2 separate regions of the Sus scrofa genome follow, and region 2 is linked to region 1. The links are chromatin contacts, called in public HiChIP or PLAC-seq maps. All regions are on one chromosome and are shown on one strand. The core of a region is the stretch at or near the end of the contact, and the rest is flanking DNA. Distances in the headings are between cores, read along the strand shown.

The links. HiChIP or PLAC-seq counts read pairs in DNA pulled down with a chosen protein or histone mark.
Region 2: a contact with region 1 is called in an H3K27ac HiChIP or PLAC-seq map of alveolar macrophages. The contact joins the promoter of LOC100623691 here to the promoter of GABARAPL1 in region 1. A contact is called at or near these places in 2 of 2 datasets of contacts at active chromatin or transcription factors (alveolar macrophages and skeletal muscle).

Annotation. Positions count from the first base shown.
Region 1 is chr5:61,762,994-61,770,707 of Sscrofa11.1, forward strand. It overlaps GABARAPL1 (GABA(A) receptor-associated protein like 1), which reads right to left and starts at 4,434. Exons shown (of 4, transcript NM_001190287.1): 1 at 4,234-4,434. The coding sequence starts at 4,323.
Region 2 is chr5:61,975,626-61,983,339 of Sscrofa11.1, forward strand. LOC100623691 (C-type lectin domain family 2 member E-like) reads left to right here and starts at 2,558. Exons shown (of 4, transcript XM_021092368.1): 1 at 2,558-2,685. The coding sequence starts at 2,658.

The DNA of each region.
Region 1 (7,714 bases), core at 3,184-5,683:
ATAATAACCCACTCATCAATATTAATTATCAATTAGGATTTTAAGAGACTTCCAATATCTACATTAAATATTTCTATAATATATCAAGTTTTATAAATATATTTCTTTAAAGAAAAGGAAAAAAGTAAAATTTAAACTTTTTATACATTAGATTTATAAAATGCAAACTTATAATTGTAAATATTAATTTAAAGAATGTATTTAAATTTTAAAATTATAAAAATATATTTAGTATTTCTATATTATATAAATGTATAATATATAATTTAATCTGAATCTATTACAAGTAATAGATTATATTTTTCATTTAGGAAATATACTCATTCTAAACAGAAGATATGGAAAGTACAGAAAATTTAAGGAAACAGAAATAAGCACTGGACAAGTATCTCTGGTAGCTGTGTGACCTTCAACAGGTCACTTAACCTCTCTGAGCTACAGAATTTCAATAAGTAAAAGGAAGATGACAATCTTCAAACACATCTTTTACACAATCATGATACAATGAACTTGAATAATCCATTAAATTTTATGTGAAAAAGCTTTGTACATTACAAAGATTTAAACACAAGGGCTGACCTGGAGAAATCCGAAGGTTTTAAATTTAAGAGGACAGATTAATATAGTGAAAAACCTATCCATTTTTGCAGAGAAAAAGAATCCTGTACTAGGAAGACCAGGAGATAATCACACTTAAAAACAAAAATAAATCCAGTACCAAACTAAATGAGTCACAAGTACAAAATGTATAGTGTGAGAAATATAGGTGATAACTAAGTAACATGGTGACATATCATAACTAGATTTATGATGGTGATCACTTTGAAATGAATAGAAAAAATACCACTACGTTGTGTGACAGGATTTAACAGTGTTATAGGTCAATTACGCCTTAAAAACAAACAAATATACAAAGAAAGCCACAGCAAAGGAAATCAGATTTGTGGTTACCAGAGGCGAAGTGGGGGGAGATGGGGTGAGGTGATAAAGGTGGTCAAAGGGTATATAAACTTCCAGTTACTAGATAAATAAGTACTAGGGATATAATACACAGTATGCCAAATTAACACTGATGTATAATTAACACTTTTATGAAAATTGCTGGAGTAAATCCTAAGAATTCTCATCAAAATTTTTTTATCTTTCATTTTGCAACTATATGAGAGGACGGATGTTCACTAAACTTACTGTGATACTCATTCCATGATGTATGTAAGTCAAATCATTTGCTGTACACTTTAAACTTATACAGTTGCCATATGTCAACTGTATCTTAGTAAAACTGGAAGAAAAAATAAAAATAAATAAATAAATAAATAAAAATTGTAGTAGTAATACGTGAATGAGAAATTCAAAGAAAAAGTAGGAAAAGCATGAATTGGCATGACACCAGTGAAGGTCCAACGAGGAGGATGGACAGGAGGAAGCAGGTAAATAAAATCGAAGGGGGAGGGCGCACAGCCTTGTGTCAGGCAGGAATCAGAGACCTGGCAGCTCCAGCCCCAATCAACCAGAGATGGAAACCACAAGAAGGGAGCCAAGAAAGACAGCAACAAAACCAAGTGCAACTGTGACAATGGGAGGAGACAGTGGGATCTTAGGGAACAGGAGGGGAGGGGGAACCATTAAGGCTTTCATTTACCATAAAATATCCACATTTCCCAGGAATGCCAGCTCTGCTCCTCCCTAACGAGGGGCCCTGGGCTAGATGCTTTGCCTGTTTGGGTCTCTTGTTTTCCTATCTGTGAGATGTGGCTAATACTCCACAGGGCTGGACTGTGCATGAATTTTCAAAAAAGCACACCATCTCTCCCAAGTATTTTCCTGCTTTACTGCCGGTTTTCACTTCATTGTCGCTATAAAGATAATTTCAAAATCCCATGACACCCTCTGTCTCAAGGCACAAGCATGCCGATTTTTCTGGATGGCAGCTCTAGAGATGTGCAGAGGCTAAACCCAAGTCACGTGAGCAGTCAGGGTACGTGACTGCTTTAACAACACTCTGGTCAGGCGGAAAAGGGCTTTAGAAATTATTTACTCTAACCCACTTGTCTGTAAACAGGATCCTTCGGCACAGCCAGCCAGATTCAGGCTTCAGCTCAGAACCAGCACCAAATCCCAGAACTCAGAGCAGAGCTCCTTTTGTGTCACAACTAGAAAGAGGGCCAGAGGCTGAACATCTAAGGAACGGGCTGGAAGGATGATGGCTGGTTAAAACCTAACTGGAGGAATCATGAGATCTACGCGATGGCCATGTTACCTTACATTTTATCACGGAGGTAAAACACTTAACACCAGACAATGAGCGGAAAAAAATAAAATTGGGGGGATTAGCTGAAATATTCTGGGTGAATGCATGGAAATGACTAAAATGGAAACGGCTGTTTTGAGGAAGTATATGGAAAATTTAACTTGATTTAGGAATAGCTATGATTCTGAGTCTGTGACTTCCACAGAACCACTGGAACAGAGCTTTATACTGAGAGAGTTCTGAATAAACGGTAGCCGTTCTGCTGACTGGGACGCTTTTCTACCATCATACCACCATCTGTGAACTCTTAAGGGCAACTACAGTTTACTCTGCTATTTCCAATACCTAACAGTGTGAGGTATTTGAATTTAAAATAATTCTGCTTAATAGAACTGCATTAGACACTGAGAAAATAGATGGCATGGGAGGCCCAACAGCCAGGGTGGGGGTTCCCAGCTCTGCCACATACCAGCCCTGTGAGACCTTTTAGGGGGTGACTTCATTTCTCTGGGTTCGGTCCTTCACCTGCAGAATGGGGTTATAATGCTGGGAGGACTAAGTGAATGAATATTAGACAGAGCTCTGAGAATACTCCCAGGTACCTGGTAAGCTAGCAATAAAAGTTAGTTGTCATTTTCAAGACAAGCATGGGTATCACCTTTCTTGGGGGAAAATTTTCAAAGCAGTCATTCAAGGTTCAGAGACCAGGAAAGTAACCTGTGAAGGATCCTTTACTGGGTAATAAGGCTGGCTCTTTTTTTTTAGCTGAAAACCCTTTTGTATGTAATTCCTGGGGAATGGAATGGCCCTAACGTCTCCTCTACTTTATAGGAAAAGGACTGCAAGAGCTTTATAAAGCCCAGGTCGCTGGTGGGTGCTGTAAGAACATGAAAGTTAAATGAGGATTGGAAAGGACGGGAGTACCATTCACAATCAGAAAATCGCAATTCCTTTACGTGTAAATTATACGTAGTATTTATCCTAATTTCCCTGCCCGCAGATAAAGAGCACACTCTCTAGTTTCTAGTTTCTCTAGTCTCTGGTTTCTCATCTCCAAAACTCAACGGTGGTAGTTTCCTCTACCCCACTTTAAAGATTTCTGCCTTCCAACTGGGCTGCGCAGCCCACATTAGAGAAAAACCAGGCAGGAGGCAGTGGAAGGGGGTGATGGGAAAAACGCCCGGATGCAGAACGACACCTTAATATTTCTTCTGTTCCTCCTCACTGCCTGCACTAGTTCCTATTACATAAACCAGCGTCCAAAATCCAAGAAAAAAAAGGTCTCAGCCCTTCCTTACTGTGACCAGGTACAATGTGTTCAGAATAAATACCGGAGGAAGGATGGCTGCCCCCACACACCCCGTAGCCAAGAATGATGAGGCAATCTGGCTGCTGCTGCGCAGAGAACGTGACCTTGTTTTCTGGGCCAGGCCTGTCTTGCGACGCCCCCCCCCCCCACCTTTTCTAATCCTCACAGAATAAAATAAAATATCCACTGGCTTCGGAACATTTCCTTCCCAAACCCAATGCTATGAGGATCAAAGTCCACCTGATTAACGGATAACTACCTAAGGCCGAAACTGATGACAGCAAATCCTCTCTGTGTTCCCTTAATTTCCATGCTGTCTTAAAGGCAGCAAACGGATGATCTCCACCTCATCATTCTCGCACAAAAGGGTCCCTTTTTGAGGACATCCCAACCCACACATCCTCTGAATACTGCTGAGTCACTCAAACGTACGTTCCAATCTAAAACTGCGGTCAGCTCCAAGGATGGGTTCTGACCCTGGGGAAATGGGTTTTAAACGGGCCGCAGTCTCAATGTTCATTCCACTGGCTCTCCTCGTAGTGAAGGGCGTTCAGGTTAGGTAATTTTAGGGATCACCCTTCTTCTGTGCCTTCGGATAGCCATCACGACTTCCCCGCCCCCGGCTCATCCCCCCCCCCGCCTCTCTCCCCCTCCCCCTCCCCAGCACACTCACGGGGACCCGGTCCGGATATTTCTTCCGGATCTTTTCTCCTTCCTTTTTCCGATACTCAAAGGGATGGTCCTCCTTATACTGGAACTTCATGATGGACCGCAGGGTTTCTAAGATCCCCGGACGGGGCCTGCCTCCCTCGCGGACAAACGCGTCTCTCCCGTCTTGATTCCCTCGGCCAAACCGCAATGTGCCTCAGACCCGCTTCCGAAAGGCCAGCCCCGGTCGCTACGCCTCCCCGCACAGCTTTCCGAAGGGGCTTCGGGTCGTCTAGAGGTAGGGGACGGCCAGGTAAAGAATTCCCGGCGGCTTTTCCCGGCAGCTGGGAACACAAAAACAACACGGCGGCGCGGGTATCTTGTGACGTCACGAAGCCCCGCCCCCAGCCCGCCCCCAGGGTTCTGGCGACCGCGGTTGGGGGTGGGCAGGAGCTAGGTCCGTTTCAGTGTTTTCTCCTTCACTCTTAACGTTCTCGAAATCGAGTTGCTTGCAAACAGAGCAATCTTCACCTCTTATTTTATTGGAACTGTGACGTTAAGTGTGTTTTTAAAACCAAAAAAGTGTTCTAAAAATGTCTTCTTCCCTCTCTTTGGCCGTTTCTTGGTTGGGCCCTCAAAACAAATGCAGATGGCGACATCCAGTTTTTTTCAGCTTGTTGGGATCTGAAGTCTGGGAAAGGCAGAGACAGAGGTCCTGAGATACCTCGGGCCAACGCTCAAGTGCCCGGTGCTTGCATTTTGCCCTTCGTCCTTTGGATGGCCCTCTCCCCTGACCTTGGGTGCTGGGCTGGCTCCCTGAACGGTGACCCCTCCTTCACCACGCTGGCGTCATCCTGTTTGGGTCCCTGCAGCAATTTGTTCCTAGAGCAGCAACATAAACAGAGCGTGACTCAGGGATTTGAAGAGGATTTCTATAAGGTGAAGGGCACGAGGTGTCATCAAGGTCCAGAGAAGTGATGTCAGTCACGACTGCTAAGGGCTTTAAGCAAGTTTAGAGATAGAAATGATTTGCTTTCTCCTATTAAGCCAGAAGTTGGATCTGTCTTTTGGGAAAATAAAATATAAAGCGATTCCAGTGTTTAACCCAGCAATCCTCAAGCATTTTTTTCCTCCTAATGCAGAAGTGCACCGGAGGAGAGTATTCCTCTCCTAAGGTGAATACAAAGTGCTCCTTGAAGGCGGGTGGAAGACCAGCCCCCTCTTTCTCAGCAAAGAATCAAAAGACAAAGGCCTTTCCAACCTCTAGTAAGGACGGTGATTCCAGGGATCTGTAGTGGAGGAGCAACAGATATTGTAAAGGGTAAAAAAGAATGAGGAAGAGATGAAGAGTGAAGAGCTGCTTTGCCCTAAACAAGTCTAGGAAGTTCTAAAAAAGCATATTAGACAACAGCAGGCCTATTCACCTGTCTTCTCTAATCAAGGCCTCAGTATCTGATTTAAAAAAACAAACCCACGGGAGTTCCCTGGTGGCCTAGCAGTTAAGGATCAAGTATTGTCACTGCTGTGGCACAGGTTCAATCCCTGGCCAGGGGAACTTCCACATGACATGGGTGTGGCCAAAAAAACTAATAATGAAAATTAAAAACAAACCCACAAAGTAAAAGAAACTAGGTTGCATTATTAAAACAAGGAAGAAAAATGGCATGGCCTTACTTTTTGATGCTAATTATTTTTCCCTGCAGCACGGCATTTTTCAAACCTTATTTTGTATGAAAATCCAGGAATTCTTTTATCACATAATACATTTATAATATTTAATCCTTATTTTCAAATTGAACGTTTTAGATCATTTGAGCTTTGACCCAAATATAGCTAAATGTCTCAAAAGAGTACTTTAAAACAAATTGAGAGAAATAATTACCATGGAGATCAATATTTTTTAAGAATATTTTTTCCTCTCAAATCTACTGAAAACAATCATAGGTAGTTTAAAGCTGATTTTTACTTTTATTTAACCACTGTCAATTTATATATGGACAATAATTTGGAAATGAAATTTAAGTTGATCTTTCTGCCTTAAGGCTTTTCTAAATGCTAACACTTTATCTTAACACTGCCCAATCTGTCAGCCCCCAAAGCTTGTTTTCTTTCCTTGTAGCAGAACTCTTAAAATATTATACAGAAGTTAATTTTATAAATTAAAACATTCAATCTGATAAAAATGTTTCCAAATTCCCTTTTTAACCAAGGACAAAATACTATATTGAAAAGTTCACATTTCAGGGACATACCTTCATTGCTGATGAGAATGGAAAATGGTACACCCACTTTGGAAGACAAACTGATGGCTTCTTAGAAAACATAACAGGAGTTCCCGTCCTGGCGCAGCGGTTAACGAATCCAACTAGGAACCATGAGGTTGCGGGTTCGGTCCCTGCCCTTGCTTAGTGGGTTAACGATCCAGCGTTGCCTTGAGCTGTGGCGTAGGTTGCAGACGTGGCTCGGATCCCACGTTGCTGTGGCTCTGGCATAGGCTGGTGGCTGCAGCTCTGATTGGACCCCTAGCCTGGGAACCTCCATATGCCGGTGGGAGCGGCCCAAGAAATAGCAAAAAGACAAAAAAAAAAAAAAAAAAAAAGAAAAAGAAAAAGAAATCATAACATACTCTTGCAATACAAGACTACAATCAACCACTTAGTGTCAAAGAGCAGAATTTGCTACCCCAAAAAATATCTATGGCATATTAGTTATTTTAAGCGGGTTGTTTTCTAAAAAAAGAGCAGGTGGGGGGAAGCAAGGGAGAGTTACCCTTTTGTAAGTAGCATTTACGTTTGTAAGGAAAGTCTCCTTTATAAGGGTGTCTTCCTTGTACCTAGAAGAAGACCGTGACCAAATCCTTAGAAACTCTCTTATTAATACAGAAGTTGAGGACTTACATCTGCATAATCACCTTACCCTTTCTATTATGTTTTGCCTGGCAAAGGACTCTCCAGTAAATGACTCTCCCCAGCCTCAACATCCCCTTTTGTCTTTAGCCGAGGGAGGTATTTAAAGTGAGGGCTTGGGACATTTTGGTGAGTTCCTCAGTTCTCCTGGGTCTCTCCGGTGTAGACGTGTTATTAAACTTCTCTTTGGTTTTCTCCTGTTAATCTGTCTCATGTCAATTTAATTCTGAGACCAGCCAGAAGAACCTAAAAGGGCAGAAGACAATTTCTTCCTCCCCAACATTAGTATTTACCCAAAGAAGTCGAAAACTTCTGTCCACGTGAAAACCAGCATACAGGTATTTATAGCAGCCGTCTTCATGTGTGTCCAAACTTGGAAGCAACCAAGACGTCCCGAGGTGAGTGATGGACCATTCTCCAAGGCCCTGCCTCCTCCAGATGGAAGGAATGTTAAAGAATCTGTGGACTTTTTTGTTTGTTTGTTTGTTTTGTCTTTTTAGGGCAGAGGGCTGCGCCTGTGACATAGGGAGGTTCCCAGGCTCGGGGGTGAATCAGAGCTGTAGCCGCCAGCCTACACCACAGCCACAGAAATCCGGGATC
Region 2 (7,714 bases), core at 1,308-3,807, 210 kb after region 1:
CCCTGGCAGTACAGCAGGTTAAGGATCTGGTGGTGTTTTCATTGTAGCAGCCTGGGTCGCTGCTGTGGCAGGGATTCCATCCCTGGCCTGGGGCAATTTTGCATGTCTTGGGCACAGCCAGGAAAAGAATTTAGCTCAAACTTTTAACAAGTTGCTACAGGCAGACTGTGGTTTTGCATGTGGTTTTGTCATGACCGTTGATAATGAAACAGAAACATCTCTTTACTTCTGGGGAACAGAGAGGGAAACAACCTGATGGTATTTATGCTGGTCTTCTGCTAAATGACACTCTAGTTATTCACAGTGTGAACTTGCTTGACAGGCCCCCGTCTCAACTTTCATCTTTCTTCGGTGTTTCTCTCACCTTCAAAATAAACATCTTGCACTAGATTCTTCAAGTTCCACCACCCAGCATCCCATGTCTTCATTTTTGACTACCTCTTTCTCTAGGCTTTTTTCATCCTTTGAAGGGGCAGCAATCTGTCTTTCCTTTCTTGTACTTGGTCCCTGAGCTGTATTACTCCCTAAATGTTTACAGAGAGGTGAAGCAGAGTATTGGGAAAAACCCAGGCCAAGCCCTGGAGTACTTAACAATTTAAAAGATTTTTTTCAAAAAATGTTGTGACCTAAATAAAGTAGGGTTGTCAAGTAAATACGAGCTATCCAGTTAAATTTTAAATTCAGTTTTAAAATGGTATATTTTAATGTATGCCTCATGCACTGTTTCTGTTTGTTTTATCTGCAATATTTGTGCTGACCTGAAATTCAAATTTAACTGGCAATGCTAAGGCTTTAATTTGCTCAGTTTGGTCACCTATCCATAACCTCACGGGAATGAGTTGGCTAGAAAAATGAAATTTCATACAAATTTGTATAGGCGGTAGAAATTATTTCATTGAGAAGGAAGGCTTTTCTTCCGTCATTCCTCTTAATTCGAATTCTTCCCACTGTTCCACATGCATATCGGTTGCTGTATCCACTACCTAATCCCATTTTTTTTCTTAGAATTTATTAGATATTTAGGTGTACCGTTAGTATTTTTCAAATGACTGAAAAACATCGGGAAATTCTTTTAAAAAAAAAAGAAACAAACAAACAAACAAAAACAAATGGCTACCAACTACATTTTTTTTTTTTTTAAGGCCATACCCTTGACTTATGGAAGTTCCAGGGCCAAGGACTGAATCAAAGCCTCAGCTATGACCTATGCCAGAGCTACAGCAATGCCAGATCCTTTAATGCACTGCACCAGGCCGGGGATCAAGCCCAAGCCTCCACAGCAACCCAGACAACTACAGTCAGATCTTAACACACTGCACCACAGTGGGAAATTCCACTTTAGTCTCTGGCTTTCGCAAGTCACGGAAACCTTACTGGAGTAAGGAGAAGCATAGCTACTGAGGTTTCTACAAAGTCAGTTTGTTATTAGAAGAAACATCATAGCACAAATTTCTTAATCCAGGTGGCTGCAACAGATGGAAGGAAACAGTACAAAACTGAAGGATATGTACTTAGATCCCACGTGTTCGGTCCAGTGGAGAACATCTCTACACTTCATTATTTCTCAAGGCAGCTGGAGATCTGGTTAACAAGCACCCACAAGCTTAGAGCAGCTGTCTCTGGAGGTGAGATGTCAAGGAAATGTTGCTAGGCAACAACTCAAACCAGACCATCTTCAGATCATTACACAACTAGACATCCGTTGTGTCACATGTCGAATGCCTGGTAACATTCTCTTGTCACTCTCACAGTGGCAGTAGTGTGTTCTTAGTTACTATACTTCAAGGCAGTTGGAGTCCAAATTTCAAAAAATATAGCTAGTAATAATATAACTCTTTTACCTTTTCTATTTTGTGTCTAAAACATGTACTAACTCATTCTGAAGTAACTCATCTCAAAACCCACACTAGAAACAAGAGAAAAATGGGGAAAAAATTACATACATGTGCAATGATTTAAAGGCTTAAAAGATGTGGTAGGTGCACTCTAAGGAATCACAGGAAATATTTACTTATGAAACAGATAATGAAATAAATAGAAAATAGTTTCAACACAATGAGATTCCCCAAAAGGTTGTATTTTTTTAAAAAGTAATTTATAAGACTAAGATATTTTTTAAGGTTCTGCCTCCCTTCCTTTTTACCTAGCAAGAACTGATGTCCCCAATTTATGATCAAGAAAGAATCATGAACCCACAACCCTCAGCCACATTTGTGAAAATGGAAAGAATGCATAGACAGGGATTAGAGGATGGGGAACCAGGTCAATCTAGTATTTTGAAAAGACTATACTAAGCACACAGAAATTAACCTTATTCTTTCATTGCATTAAACTCACTCTAAGACTCTTCCACACCTGGAGAGTTTGGGATCAGTCCCATATATTCTGTGGTTCCTTTCAGTAACAAGAACATTCTCATTTCAGAAATTAGTATGTCCAATATAACATAAACACTTCGATGTCTTCTATCCAAACTTAAACCTCAACTGAAAACCTCTTCCCTCCTCCAGTTTACACTACTTCTGACCTGGAATCCTAGGAGCTGATGAGATGAGCTGTTTGTGTCCTGTTTTTCTCTCTAGTTTCATCAGTTCCTCTTCATACTAGCTGCTGTTTCTGACCCAGTATGGGGAGAGAAAACTGGAAGAACAGAGCACATGTGTGATTTGATGGCTGCCTTACTGAGTGAGTGATTTTGTGGGTTTCTCAGAAATCACCTTATCTGATGGCTACTTACTTTCTATGAGAGATGTTTTTCTTGAACTGTTCTTCCTCAGCTTTAGGGCTTTCATTGTCTAGAGCCTCATTGGATACTTTTTTTTTTTTTTTTTTTTGTCTTTTTGCTATTTCTTGGGCCGCTCCCGCCGGCATATGGAGGTTCCCAGGCTAGGGGGTCGAATCTGAGCTGTAGCCTCCGGCCTACGCCAGAGCCACAGCAACTCGGGATCCAAGCCGCGTCTGCAACCTACACCACAGCTCACGGCAACGCTGGATCGTTAACCCACTGAGCAAGGGCAGGGACTGAACCCGCAACCTCATGGTTCCTAGCAGGATTCGTTAACCACTGCGCCACCACGGGAACTCCGATACTTTTTTTTTTTTAATTGTACAATATATACAACATGAACTTTCCTGTCTTAACCATCTTTAAGTGTATAGTTCAGTAGTGTTAAGTACATTCACATTGTTGTGCAACCAATCTCTGGAATGCTTTTCATATTGCCAAAATGAAACTCTATACCTATTAAACAATAACTCACCACTTCCTCCTCTCCCCGTCCCCAACTCCTGACAACCACTATTCTACTTTCTGTTTCTATGAGTTTGGTCAGTCTAGGTCCCTCTTACAATAGAATCATGCAGTGTTTTTTGTTTGTTATGGCTTATTTCACCTGGCATAATATCCTCAAGATCCATCCATGTTGAAGCATGTGTTATATTTTTTTTTCCTTTTTAATGTTGAATAATATTCCATTGTGGGTATGTACACTTTGTTTATCCACTCATCCATAAATGGATATTTGTGTTTCTTTCACCTCTTGGCTATTGTGAACAGTGATGTTTTGAACATGGATTCATAGGAGGTTCCCACTGTGGCTCAGCAGTAATGAACCCAACTAGGATCCATGAGAATGCAGGTTTGATCCCTGACCTCGCTCAGTGGGTTAAGGATCTGGTGTTGAGGAGAGCTGTGGTGTAGGTCACAGATGTGGCTCAGATCTCGTATTGTTTGGCTATTACATAGGCCGGCAGCTACAGCTTTGCTTCGACCCCTAGCCTGGGAATTTCCATATGCCACTAGTCCCACCCTAAAAAGACAAAAAAAAAAAAAAAAAAAAAAAAGAATATGGGTCCATAAATTTGTCTTGAAAACATTGCTTTCAGTTATTTGAGGGTATATCTCCAAAAGTAGAAATGCTGGATCCTATAATAATTCAATGTTTAATTTTTTGAAGAAACACTATAGCGTTTTCCACAGTGGTCACACCATTTTCTATTCCCACAACTGTGCATAGAGGTGTCAATGAATCCACCTCCTCTTAGCACTTGTTATTTTCTATATTTTGAAAGTAGTGATCCTAATGGCTCTCCTAATGGTGTCTTATGTCACTGTGATTTTGATTTGCATCTCACTAAAGATTACTGATGTGGAGCCTCTTTTCATGTATTTGATGACCACTTGCATGTCTTTTTTGGAGAAATGTCTATTCAAGTTCTTTTTTTTTTAATTGGGTTTTATTTTGTTTTTGTTTTTGTTTTACTGTTGAGATGGAGGAGTTTTTAAACATGTGATGAATTTTAATCCCTTATCAGATATATAACTTGTAAATATTTTTTCCAGTTCTGTACATGACCTTTTCACTCTATTGACGAGGTCCTTTGATGCACAGAAAATTTTCATTCTGATATAGTCCAACTTGACAATTTTTGCTTTCATTGCCGGGGATGTGGGTGTCATAGTCAAGAAATTATTGCCAAATTCATTGTCATAAAGTGTCGCCCTAAGTGTTTTAAAAATTTTAGCTCTATGTTTAGATCTTTGATAGATTTTAAATTAATTTTTTTGGTGGTGTAAGATAAGGGTTCCGCTTCCTTATTTGGCACATAGATATCAAGCTTCCCCAGCCCCATTAGTTGAAAACATGGTACTTTCCCTGGTGAATAGTCTTGGCACTCTCGTTGAAAATCACTTGCACAGATAGGTGAAGAGTGATTTCTGAGTTCTCCAACCTATTCTATCAACCTATGTAATTAATTCTCTTGATGCCAGTAGTGCACTGTTTTGATTACTGTAGCTTTGTAATAAGTTTTGAAATTGAGAAATTTGAGACTTCCAATTTTGTCAGTCTTTTTTCAAAATTGTTTTGACCAGGATTGCTTAAGTTTCCACATGAATCTTTGGATGGATTTTTTTTTTAAATGATTTTTATTTTTTCCATTATAGCTGGTTTACAGTGTTCTGCCAATTTTCTACTATACAGCAAAGTGACCCAGGCACACAGACATATACGCATTCTTTTTCTCACATTATCCTCCATCGTGCTGCATCATAAGTGACTAGATATATTTCTCAGTGCTATTCAGCAGGATCTTATTGATTATCCATTCCAAAGGCAATAGTTAGCATCTATTAGCCCCAGATTCCCAGTCCATCCCACCTCCTCCTCCCCCTCTCCCTTGGCAACCACAAGTCTGTTCTCCAAGTACATGAGTTTCCTTTTGCATGGATTTTTACATTTCTGCAAAAAACACTGTTGGCATTTTGATTGGGATTGCATTGTAACCTGTATTGTATATTTTTGGGTACATTTCATAACCACCCTAAGCCAGTGTCCCAAGATAGGAGGCACAACTTGTTTCACTCTGTGATTGGTGGAAGTAGATTATCTCCCTTTTACTCCCTTATTTCCTTGCTCTGCCAGCCTCAGGCCCCTCCATAAATAGTCTTTAGATGAATATGGTAGGGTCAGGTAATGGACACTACTCCATTCAAACTCTAGGGGACACATTTGTGTCCAGAACTGGACCTTTGGGAGTTATTCTCCCTTGTCTAGAGATGAGTGGGAAAGTCTCCCTCCCTCACTATGGCTCACTGAGGTAATGCACAGCATAAGGAGCCTCCTTACAAATGTATTTCTCTCCTGTATTCAAATATCTTTGTATTCTCAAGGAAAATCATGGTTTAATATAAGTCAGCTTGGTTTCACACTCACATATGTCTCTCCTGCAGAAGTGACAGTTCAGCTGGCTTTAGGATGCAGAGTACTTAGTACTTCTGAATTGTCCTTGACCTTTAATATCTCAGGTGAAACGGAACAGAAAGAGGTTTTCTCTTTAAAAGACCTTGTTACAGTGCATGTGAGGAATTTTGATACTTCCTCTTTCTTTGTGTCTTGCAACCAATAAACAATGCCTGCCCCCACCCAGATTTTTTTTTTGAAAAACCTTCAGCAATGACACTATATCAGACACTACTGATTACATATCCCAATCCATTCTACTCTGCTACATTTTAGGTGGAGTCCTGTTTTGGGGGTTGAGGGATGGATATAGTATATATTTCCCTTTAGTTAGAGGTGATTTTATCTATACTGTTTTGACTGGATTTAATAGTGGATATCAATTTAACTTCAATTAAATACAAAAACTCTACACTTGTAGTCTCCTCTCCCCCACACTTTGTGTTCTTGTATTCAGAGTTTTCTTCTGTTTATATTGTGTATGCATTCACATAAGGACAGGTACTGCATTATCTTATTTATACGTAGAATTTAAAATTGTCTAACTCATAGATGCAGAAAGTAGAATAGGGCTTGCCAGGGACTGGGGGAAGGAAGAAATGGGGGAGATGTTAATCAAAGGGAAGACGATTCAGCTGTTCAACATTAATAATTTCTTTTTAAAAGCCGATATCCTGTAATGTGACTACAGTTGATGACACTGTAGACACAGTACTTATACTTGAAATTTGCTAAGTGGATAGAGCTTAACTGTTCTCACCAAAAGAAAGAAAGAAGGAAGGAACAGAAAAGAAAGAGAAAAAAGAGAACAAAACAATGTAATATATTAAAACATTAAGTCAGGCCCTTAAAAGAGATACACCTTTTATTTGTCAGTTAATATCTCAATAAAGCTAGTGTTTGAAGTCAATCAAGTATCCATGTCTCATTATTCTCTTTCCTTTTATCAAAATAGATGATTCTAGTAGTGAGGTTATATAGGTGTTTTGGGTAATAATCCAATTCGGGTCTCTCAGTGCTCAGAACAGAGCATACATTGTAGTAAAGATTCTACAATAACTAAGGTAGTATGATTAAAAACATCAAAAGTAGGACTTCCTGTTGTGGTGCAGCAGGTTAAGAATTTGATTGCAATGGCTTGGGTCACTGTGGAGATGAGAGTTCAATTCCGGTCTGGTGCAGTAGGTTAAGGATGTGGCACGCCACAGCTTTCCATCCCTGGCTCAGGAACTTCTATATACCATGGGTGGAGTCAAAAAAAAAAAAAAAAAAAGAGAGAGAGAGAGGGAGATAGTTTATCATGGTGATGGGTGATGTCCATACTTCCACTTTGTGGGAGACTCTAGATATGGAGCCAGAGGAATTTAGTGAAGGCAAATATCAACAAAAATAAGGAAAGTGGTTGTTATGAACAGGATGGAGGTGTTCCAGAGAAGTTATGTCTACAAAAAAAAAAAAATTTACTTTAAAGAAATTTTCAGAGATATTCCATAACACTCCAAAGGCAAAAGATCAAGTGTTGAAACCTCATTCAAAGTTAGAAGGATGAGAGTTTGAAGCAGTACAGAAAAGATGCTTGCTTCATATTGTAAGTTATATAAAAAGAAAGCAAGTCTGGAGGCAAGACTCCTGATAGGCTGTTTATATTTTTAATTAAAAAAACAGGGAGTTCCCCTCGTGGCTCAGTGGTTAACGAATCCAACTAGGAACCATGAGGTTGCAGGTTCGATCCCTGGTCTTGCTCAGTGGGTTAAGGATCCGGCGTTGCCCTGAGCTGTGGTGTAGGTTGCAGACACGGCTTGGATTCCACGTTGCTGTGGCTCTAGCGTAGGCCGGCAGCTACAGCTCTGATTCGACCCCTAGCCTGGGAACCTCCATATGCCGCGGGAGCCGCCCAAGAAATAGCAAAAAGACAAAAAAAAAAAAAAAAAAAAAAAATTAAACACGAATTTTTAATGGTTTAAAATACAGTG